Linked DNA regions of Gossypium hirsutum: region 2 is linked to region 1. Evidence: chromatin contacts called from public Hi-C data. All regions are on one chromosome and are shown on one strand. The core of a region is the stretch at or near the end of the contact, and the rest is flanking DNA. Distances in the headings are between cores, read along the strand shown. Region 1 has its middle 41 kb from the start of LOC107940879. Region 2 holds the start of LOC107945179 (L-type lectin-domain containing receptor kinase IX.1).

Region 1 (4,303 bases), core at 1,537-4,036:
GATATTTATTTTCATATGGGTTAAATCATTTTTTGGAGTTTGAACTTGACAACTATTCTCGCATTAGGATCTAAATTTATTTTTGTTTAAGTTAGTTCCTAAACTTGACAACTGTTCTCACATTAAGGCCTAAATTAGGCAACTATTTCCACATTGGAGTTTGAACTTTTTTTATTCATATTAATCCTTGAACTTGACAATTGTTCTCATTTGAGGCTTAAACTTGATAATTGTTTCTACATTAGGGCCTAAATTTTAGAGTTTTCAAAGAAATATCCAGGACTAATTTGAATAAAAAAAAGATTTAAACCCTAATGTAAAAACAATTATCAAGTTTACGACTTAACTTGAAAAAAAATTTAAATCCCAATGTGATAATAATTGTTAAGTTTAAAATCTAAAAAGTAATATAACCCTATCCTTTTAACTTTTATTTATTTATTTATTTAAATCAATCAATTCCATATTAAGATTTAGATTTTACTTTCTCCAATTCAATTCTTGAAATTTCCTTAAAACAAAGTTAACTCTAAAATAAAAATAATTACTTAATTTATATAATCGGGACCCAGCATGGGAACATTGTCGAATTCAGCCCAAAAAATGGATCAACCGTCCTTAAAATTAAACCAAATTAAAATTTTTTTATTACGAAGACTTAAAAGTCTTTGTTCACACACCGAAGCATAGTGCTTTTTGGGTTTCCAAACTCTTCTTTAATTATTGTTACTTTATCGACGAAGCAAATTTTTTATTCCACACCTGAAAAAGCAATGTATTACCATGCGTTTGCAGCAACTTTCCTCAAAATCCTTACTCTGAAAATGAAGAATGCTGCGAATTTGTATGTAAAATCTCCAAAACCTGCATTTCTCTTCATATTATTATTCATCCTTGTTGTTCATCTTCCAAAGGCTGCATCAGTGGATGATGATGATAACATCAATTTCACTTTCCCTGATTTCAACCCAAATACGCATCGCATAGTGTATGAAGCTGATGCGCACGCATCAGGCAACGCAATACAACTCACTGCTGACCAAATAAACAAGGGTCTAAATGGTAGTGTTGGTCGAGCCACTTATTACAAGCCAATGCACCTTTGGGACAATTCATCGGGGAATCTCCTACTTGCAGATTTCACCACTCAATTTTCTTTCTCCATTGATTCCTTGCACGATAGCTCATACGGTAGTGGGTTTGCGTTTTTCCTTGCTCCCAATGGCTCAAATATCTCACCTGGATCTGCCGGTGGTTGTTTGGGACTTCAAACTAATTGCAACTCGAATTTGACTTACGACGTCAACTCTAAATTTGTTGCAGTGGAGTTTGATACGTATCACAGTCTTTGGGATCCTGTGGGGATGTCTGAGCACGTGGGCATTGATCTCAACTCTGTCAAGGCTTCTAACTCCACCGTTAAATGGTGGTGGAGTGATATTGAAAATGGGGGAAAAGTTAATGCTTTCATCACTTACAACTCTAGTACAAAAAACTTGAGTGTTTTCTTAGTTGATGCTAGTGATTTTTCTGGTGAGAATTCATCTAGTCTTTCTGCAATACTGGATCTTAGCCGATATTTAACAGAATGGGTCACTTTTGGCTTCTCAGGAGCCGCTGGATTTAAAACTCTGACAGAGCTACACACTATTTATTCCTGGAATTTCAGCTCTACCTTACAAGTTTCCATGAATACAACTATCCATCCTCCAGCAATCGCACCAAGCCTTCCAGTCAACCCCAGAAGGAAGAGCAAGACATGGCTATGTCTAGTTCTAGCCATCGTTAGTGGCATTTTTGCTTTGCTCCTAGTTCTAGGTCTGGTTTGGCTTTTTTGCAGGAGAGGAAAGTATAACAAGATGAGGGATGATGGGCCCATGTCTATCAACGTAGACATGGAAAAATTAACAGCACCTAGGCAGTTTTCCTACAAGGAGCTAAGACTTGCAACCAGTAATTTTGCTGATGAAAGTCTGCTCGGAGAGGGAGGTTTTGGGAAGGTTTATTTAGGCTTCTTGAGGGACATCAACTGTAGTATTGCTGTCAAAAGGATAACTCCACATTCTCAACAAGGGGTGAAAGAGTACGTATCAGAAGTTACAACTATTACCAGATTGAGGCATAGGAATTTGGTCCAACTAATTGGTTGGTCATGACAGTAAGGAGTTCCTCATCGTGTACGAATTCCTTCCAAATAAGAGTCTCGATTACCATCTACATAGAGAACCGTGCTTGTTGACGTGGGATACAAGGTATAAAATCGCTATGGGACTGGCCTCAGCGTTATTTTATCTGCAGGAAGAATGTGACAAATGCGTTTTGCATCGAGACATCAAGTCAAGTAATGTTCTGTTGGATTTGAGTTTCAATGCCAAGCTTGGTGACTTTGGGTTGGCTAGGCTTGTTGAACATGGACAAGGGTCTCAAACAACTAAGGTTATGCTTGGGACTGATGGTTATATAGCACCCGAGTGTCTTGACACATGCAAAGCCATTAAGGAGTCCGACATATACAGTTTTGGTATTGTTGCCTTAGAAATAGCCACCGGAATGAAGGCTATTGCTGTAATTGAAAGGAATGGTAAGAGATTCAAGAGAAAACTGGTGGAATGGGTTTGGGAACTGTACGGAAAAGAGAGTGTTTTCGATGCTGTAGACCCACGATTGTATGGCAATTACGACATGGAACAAATGGAACGGTTGCTCTTAGTTGGGCTGGCTTGTGCTAACCCAAACTATTATGCCCGCCCATCGATAACGCGGGCTATCGACATCCTTGGTTTCAAAGCACCACGGCCCATGCTACCACGGGAGCTGCCGGTTCCAACATATATTGCAGCTTTGGAAGACAATATTGTTACATCTTCGGCATCCAATTCATCCCATACCAGTGGTTCCAGAAGAAGCGAAACCCAAACTTCAGGCAATGGTTCCAATATCCCTTCTTGAAGGATAAAACAAGAACTCCAGGTTCAGACACAGAAGCCAAGCAGTGAGTTCTTGGTTAGTAGTTAACACTTAGTATTTTGCTCTTTTCATTGGCTATGAAGATTACTATTTTGAGATTTTAATTTTGTTCTTGTTTTTGTTCTTGTTATGGTTTTCCAAAGTGTAAAATAATGATTGTTTTCGTTATTAATCAAAGTTCAATTTTCCTAGCAAAATGAACGAATATATAAAATCTTATAAATAAATAAAAACCGATTCGAAGGGTTCCTAGGAGACCCATTGACTTGTAATTAGTCTAAGTCTTTGTAGTTTTATTAACATTGATGGACAAAAATTAAGAATATATTTAAGCAGTAACTGTAGTGGAGCCCCTGACAATACAAGGAGCCAATTACTTCTTGACAAACATTTGCAAATTAATGTCGTGAGAACCAAAAACAAAAAGGAAAAAGAACAGCAATGTCAATTATTACAAGGTACCAAGATTCCTTGGATTTATGTTAAGTTTTTACAGGTAAATTATATCACAGTTTGGTTTTCATCACTAATTAAAGTTACATATAAAAAAACATTCTTTAAAAAACATTTATATGGGACTAAATTGGATCCCTTCATCAATGTTTTGGTCGAGAGATAGAGATTGGAGATGTATACATTCTATCTTTCTTACGGCAAGTGTACAATTACACTCGAGGATGTCAGTTTACAACTTAGTTTATTGATCGATGGGGATATCGTTATAGGGCCAATTATTAGTGTTGATTGGAGTGCAACATGTGAGCAACTACTAGGGAAGGTGCCGAACAAGTTTAGGGTTAGCTGGATCGAGATGAGATGGTTGGAGGACAACTTCCAAACTATCGAGGCTTTAGCGAATGATGTTGAAAAGGAACAATTCACACGCGCATTCATCTTGAGGTTGATTAGGGTTCTGCTAATGCTAGATAAATCTTGCAATTTGATACATTTAAGATGGCTACTACTACTAGTCGACTTAAAAGAATCAGGACAACTTAGTTGGGGATCAGCGGTGCTGGCGACATTATACCGAGAAATGTGTCGAGTGACGATATCGAATAAAACTAAAATCAACAGTTGCATGCTCCTTCATATGGTAAAATTCATTTGACAATATCATTACCATTTTTATTTTTCATTGTTGTAATTTTGAAATAACATATTATTTGAATAGGTGAAACAATCCCGCAAGACACAGCGGTATACCAATCAAGCTCGAGGATATCTGACTAGCTCCAGATCAAGAAATCGAAGAGGATATTAGTTTATGATTTTCAAAGTTATATAATATGTATTATAACACTTGAAATTAAATATCAGACACGTTTTAAAAATT
Region 2 (4,182 bases), core at 569-3,068, 150 kb after region 1:
ATAGAGCAGCAGCTATGGCAACCCAAGAAAGTACATGGTTAGTGCAACTTGTGGAAGATTTGCACCAAAAAGTTGATTATGCAATAGCCCTCTATTGTGACAATCAATCAGCTATTCGTTTAGCAAAAAATCCTGTGTTTCATGCAAGGACCAAACATGTGGAGGTGCACTACCATTTTGTTAAGGAAAAGATGTTACAAGGAGAAATTGAGTTGTCCTATGTCAAGACTGATAACCAAGTTGTAGACTTGTTCATGAAAGGCTTGAGTACAACTAAGTTGGAAAAGTTTTGCTCATAACTTGGGATTGTGAAAAGGTTTGGAGTTGGCATTGAGGGGGAGTGTTAAAGTTCACCACCAAATCAGTTAGTGGCCTAAAATCTTGGGCATATCAGCAGATGAAATATTCAAATTAGTTACAATAAAGTTATTGAATGGTTAGCTAAAATCATGGTTTAATATCTGATTGTGATTTTGCTTCTGGGTTATCCTATATTTTAGCTAAAGTTGTTGTAGTTTCAGCCTATATAAAAAATGTAAATCAGTGAATAAAAAGTGTCTTGAATTCTTATTTTTCATTGAGTCTTTTGAATATAATTCATAAAGTGTTATTGAGTGAGTTTTTCTTTTTTTTTTCTTTTTTTTTTACAGCAAATCTTCCTATTTAGTCTAACATGTTAAACTTGATAATACCAATGAAGATATTGGTTGGATTCTTCTTTTTGTTTGTTTTTAACACGTCCATTGACTTGTAATAGTAAAAGACTTGGCACTTGGCACTTTTATTATTAATAGTATAAGCCCCCAATAATGCACATATTTATGTAGTCTTGTGGTGGAGCCCAGACAAGCTATCGACATCCTTGGAAGAAAATATACTGTTACATCTTCGGCATCCCATACCAGTGGTGCCAGAAGAAGCAAAACCCAAACTTCAGGCAATGGTTCCAATATCCATTCCTTGAAGGAAAAAACAGAGACTCCAAGTTCAGACACAGATAGTGAGTTCTTGGTTAGTATTTTGTTCTTTTCATTGGCTATGAAGATTACTATTTTGTTCTTGTTCTTATGGTTTTCCAAGTGTAAAGTAATGATTGTTTTGGTTCTTAATAAAAGTTGATGAATTTTCTTAGCAAAATGAACAAATATATAAAATATTATAAAAAAATCATTTCGAACGGTTCTTAAGAGAACCATTGACTTGTAATTAATCCAAAGTCTTTGTGGTTTTATTGCCTAATTCATAAAAATTATTCCAAGTCTTGCATTGATGGACCTCATACACCGTGCTTTTAAAAGCACTTGCTAGGAAATAAACTGGATTAAAATAAATTCCACCCAAAAAAGTAAGCAACAAGACCAAATTAATTTATAACTTGCAACTGGGGTAGGTTGGCACCTTCTTTTATTGAATAAATATTATTTGAAATTTAATTTACTGAATGATATCATATATAAATTTTGATTGTATGTAATTATACATGAATCTTTTATTTGATTTAATTTTCACAAATTATTAATAATATTATTGAATTAATATAATTTACCTTGTTATAATGTATATACAAACAATTGTATTAATTTAGTATAAAAATAAATGCATGTAATTTAAACATGTACAACTGAATCAAAATTAAAATTTTATATATAATTACATCAAATTAAATTTTATTATCAAATTTCGTATATAAATTAATAAATAATTTTTTAAAATAATATAACTAATGAATTTTACAAAAAAAGAAAAGTTTTTTTTTTCTTATTTTTGTCCAAGTTCCCACCACAAAGTAGGAGATTCAATACGATGCTTTGTAGGTCCAATGTAGGGCAAGAATGTCGAACTTTATTTTAGTGAGGAATGAATTATTTTATTCCAGGGAATGAATTACCTTGTGTTGCAGCAAATTTCCTCAAAATCCTCACTCCGAAGGTGAAGAAGGCTCAAAAAGCTGAGAATATGTATCTCAAATCTCGTAAACCTGAATTTCTCTTCATATTATTATTCTTATACACCCTTCCTATGGGTTTACTTGTTCATTTTACCATGGCTGCAGCAATTGATGATGGTAACATCCATTTCAATTTGACTGATTTCACCCCAAATATGCCTCACATAGAGTTTGAAGCTGATACAACCACATCAGGTCGCCAAATCCAACTCACCACCAACCAGAGAAACAAGGCTTTAAACGGTAGTGTTGGTCGAGCCACTTATTACCAACCAATGCACCTTTGGGACAATTCATCAGGGAATCCCCGACTTGCAGATTTCACCACTCATTTTTCTTTCTCCATCGATTCCTTGAATAAGTCCTCCGGAGATAGGGGTGATGGGTTTGCGTTTTTCCTTGCTCCCGATGGCTCAAAAATCCCTCCTCACTCCGGAGGTGGTTGCTTGGGACTTCAAAGTTGCGATTCAGACGCTAACTCTAAATTTGTTGCAGTGGAATTTGATACGTATCCCAATGTATGGGATCCTCTGGGGTTAGATCACGTGGCCATTGATCTCAACTCTATCAAGACTTCTTTTTACCCTGTCCAATGGACGTGGAGTGGCATTGAACATGGAGGAAAGGTTGATACTTTCATCACTTACAACTCTAGTACAAAAAACCTGAGTGTCTTTTTACTTGGTGCTGAGGACTTTAATCGTCTAAATTCATCTAATCTTTCCGCAATATTGGATCTTAGTCAATATTTACCAGAATGGGTCACTTTTGGCTTCTCCGGATCCACTGGATCTAGCATTGAGCTACACACTATTTGTTCCTGGAGTTTCAGCTCCAACTTACAAGTTTCCATGAATAAAACCATCAATCCTCAAAATCTACCACCAATCCCTCCATTCAACTCCAGAAGGAAGAAACAGACATGGCTACGGGTAGTTCTAGCCATTGTTGGTTGCATTTCTACTTTGCTCCTAGTTCTAAGTCTGGTTTGGCTTTTCTGTAGAAGGAGAAAGTACAGAAGGATGAGGGAAGATGGGACCATTTCTTTCAACGTAGACGTGGAAATGGTGACAGCACCTAGGAAGTTTTCCTACAAGGAACTCAGGCTTGCAACGAATAATTTTGCCGATGAAGATCTCCTTGGAGAGGGAGGTTTTGGAAAAGTTTATTTAGGCTTCTTGAGGGACACCAATTCCAATATTGCTGTCAAAAGGATAACTCCAAATTCTCAACAAGGGGTGAAAGAGTACGAATCCGAAATTACCACTATTATCAAATTGAGGCACAGGAATTTGGTCCAACTCATCGGTTGGTGCCATGACAATAAGGAGTTCCTCATTGTGTATGAGTTCCTTCCAAATAGGAGTCTCGATTACCATCTACATAAAGAGCCGTGCTTGTTGACATGGGATACAAGGTATAAAATCGCCATGGGAGTGGCCTCAGCGTTGTTTTATCTGCAAGAAGAATGTGATCGATGCGTGCTGCATCGAGACATCAAGCCAAGTAATGTTCTGCTAGATTTTAGTTTCAATGCCAAGCTTGGTGACTTTGGGCTGGCTAGGCTTGTTGACCACGGACAAGGGTCTCAAACAACAAAATTGATCCTTGGAACTGATGGTTATATAGCACCCGAGTGTCTTGACACATACAAAGCCATTAAGGAATCCGACATATACAGCTTTGGTATTGTTGCCTTAGAAATAGCCTCCGGAAAGAAGGCCGTAGCTGTAATTGAAAGGAATGGCAAGAGATTCAAGACAAAACTGGTGGAATGGGTTTGGGAATTGTATAGGGAAGAGCGTCTTTTGGATGCTGCTGACCCAAGATTGTCTGGAAACTACGACATGGAACAAATGGAACGGTTGCTGTTAGTTGGGCTGGCTTGTGCTCACCCAAACTATTTTGACCGCCCATCCATAAGGCAGGCTATTGAAATCCTTGGTTCCAAAGCCCCACTTCCCAGTTTACCACGCGAGATGCCGGTTCCATTACACATTGCAGCTCTGCAAGACAACATCGTTACATCTTCAGCATCCACTTCATGCTATACCAGTGGCCAAACTCAAAGTTGAGGCACTGGGTCAAGAATTCATTCATTTTAAGGATAAAACAATGGCTCCAGGTTATGACACGGAAGCCAAGCAGTGAATTCTTGGCGGTTGGTAGTTGAACCTTCTTTTGTTGTATATATGGCTTCTTGTTTTCTAGTTTTGATGCTTTGTTATATCCAT

Evidence for each region. A called contact is a pair of places that touch in the nucleus more often than the background predicts.
Region 2: a Hi-C map of leaf shows a contact between it and region 1, with 4 times the contacts expected there. The contact joins the promoter of LOC107945179 here to the enhancer-like site in region 1. A contact is called at or near these places in 2 of 34 Hi-C or Micro-C datasets (both in leaf).

What each region holds. Positions count from the first base shown.
Region 1 is chrA04:85,023,330-85,027,632 of Gossypium_hirsutum_v2.1, forward strand. It overlaps the pseudogene LOC107940860. Among protein-coding and RNA genes, the nearest start is that of LOC107940879, 41 kb to the left of the region's middle. Within about 2 kb of position 2,787, at least 4 of the 9 cell types and tissues checked have an H3K27ac peak or open chromatin away from gene starts, as enhancers often do. A contact at or near this core is called in leaf, where this site is marked.
Region 2 is chrA04:85,178,539-85,182,720 of Gossypium_hirsutum_v2.1, forward strand. It overlaps LOC107945179 (L-type lectin-domain containing receptor kinase IX.1), which reads left to right and starts at 1,819. Exons shown (of 2, transcript XM_016879051.2): 1 at 1,819-1,958; 2 at 2,054-4,182. The coding sequence starts at 2,104. The coding sequence ends at 4,023.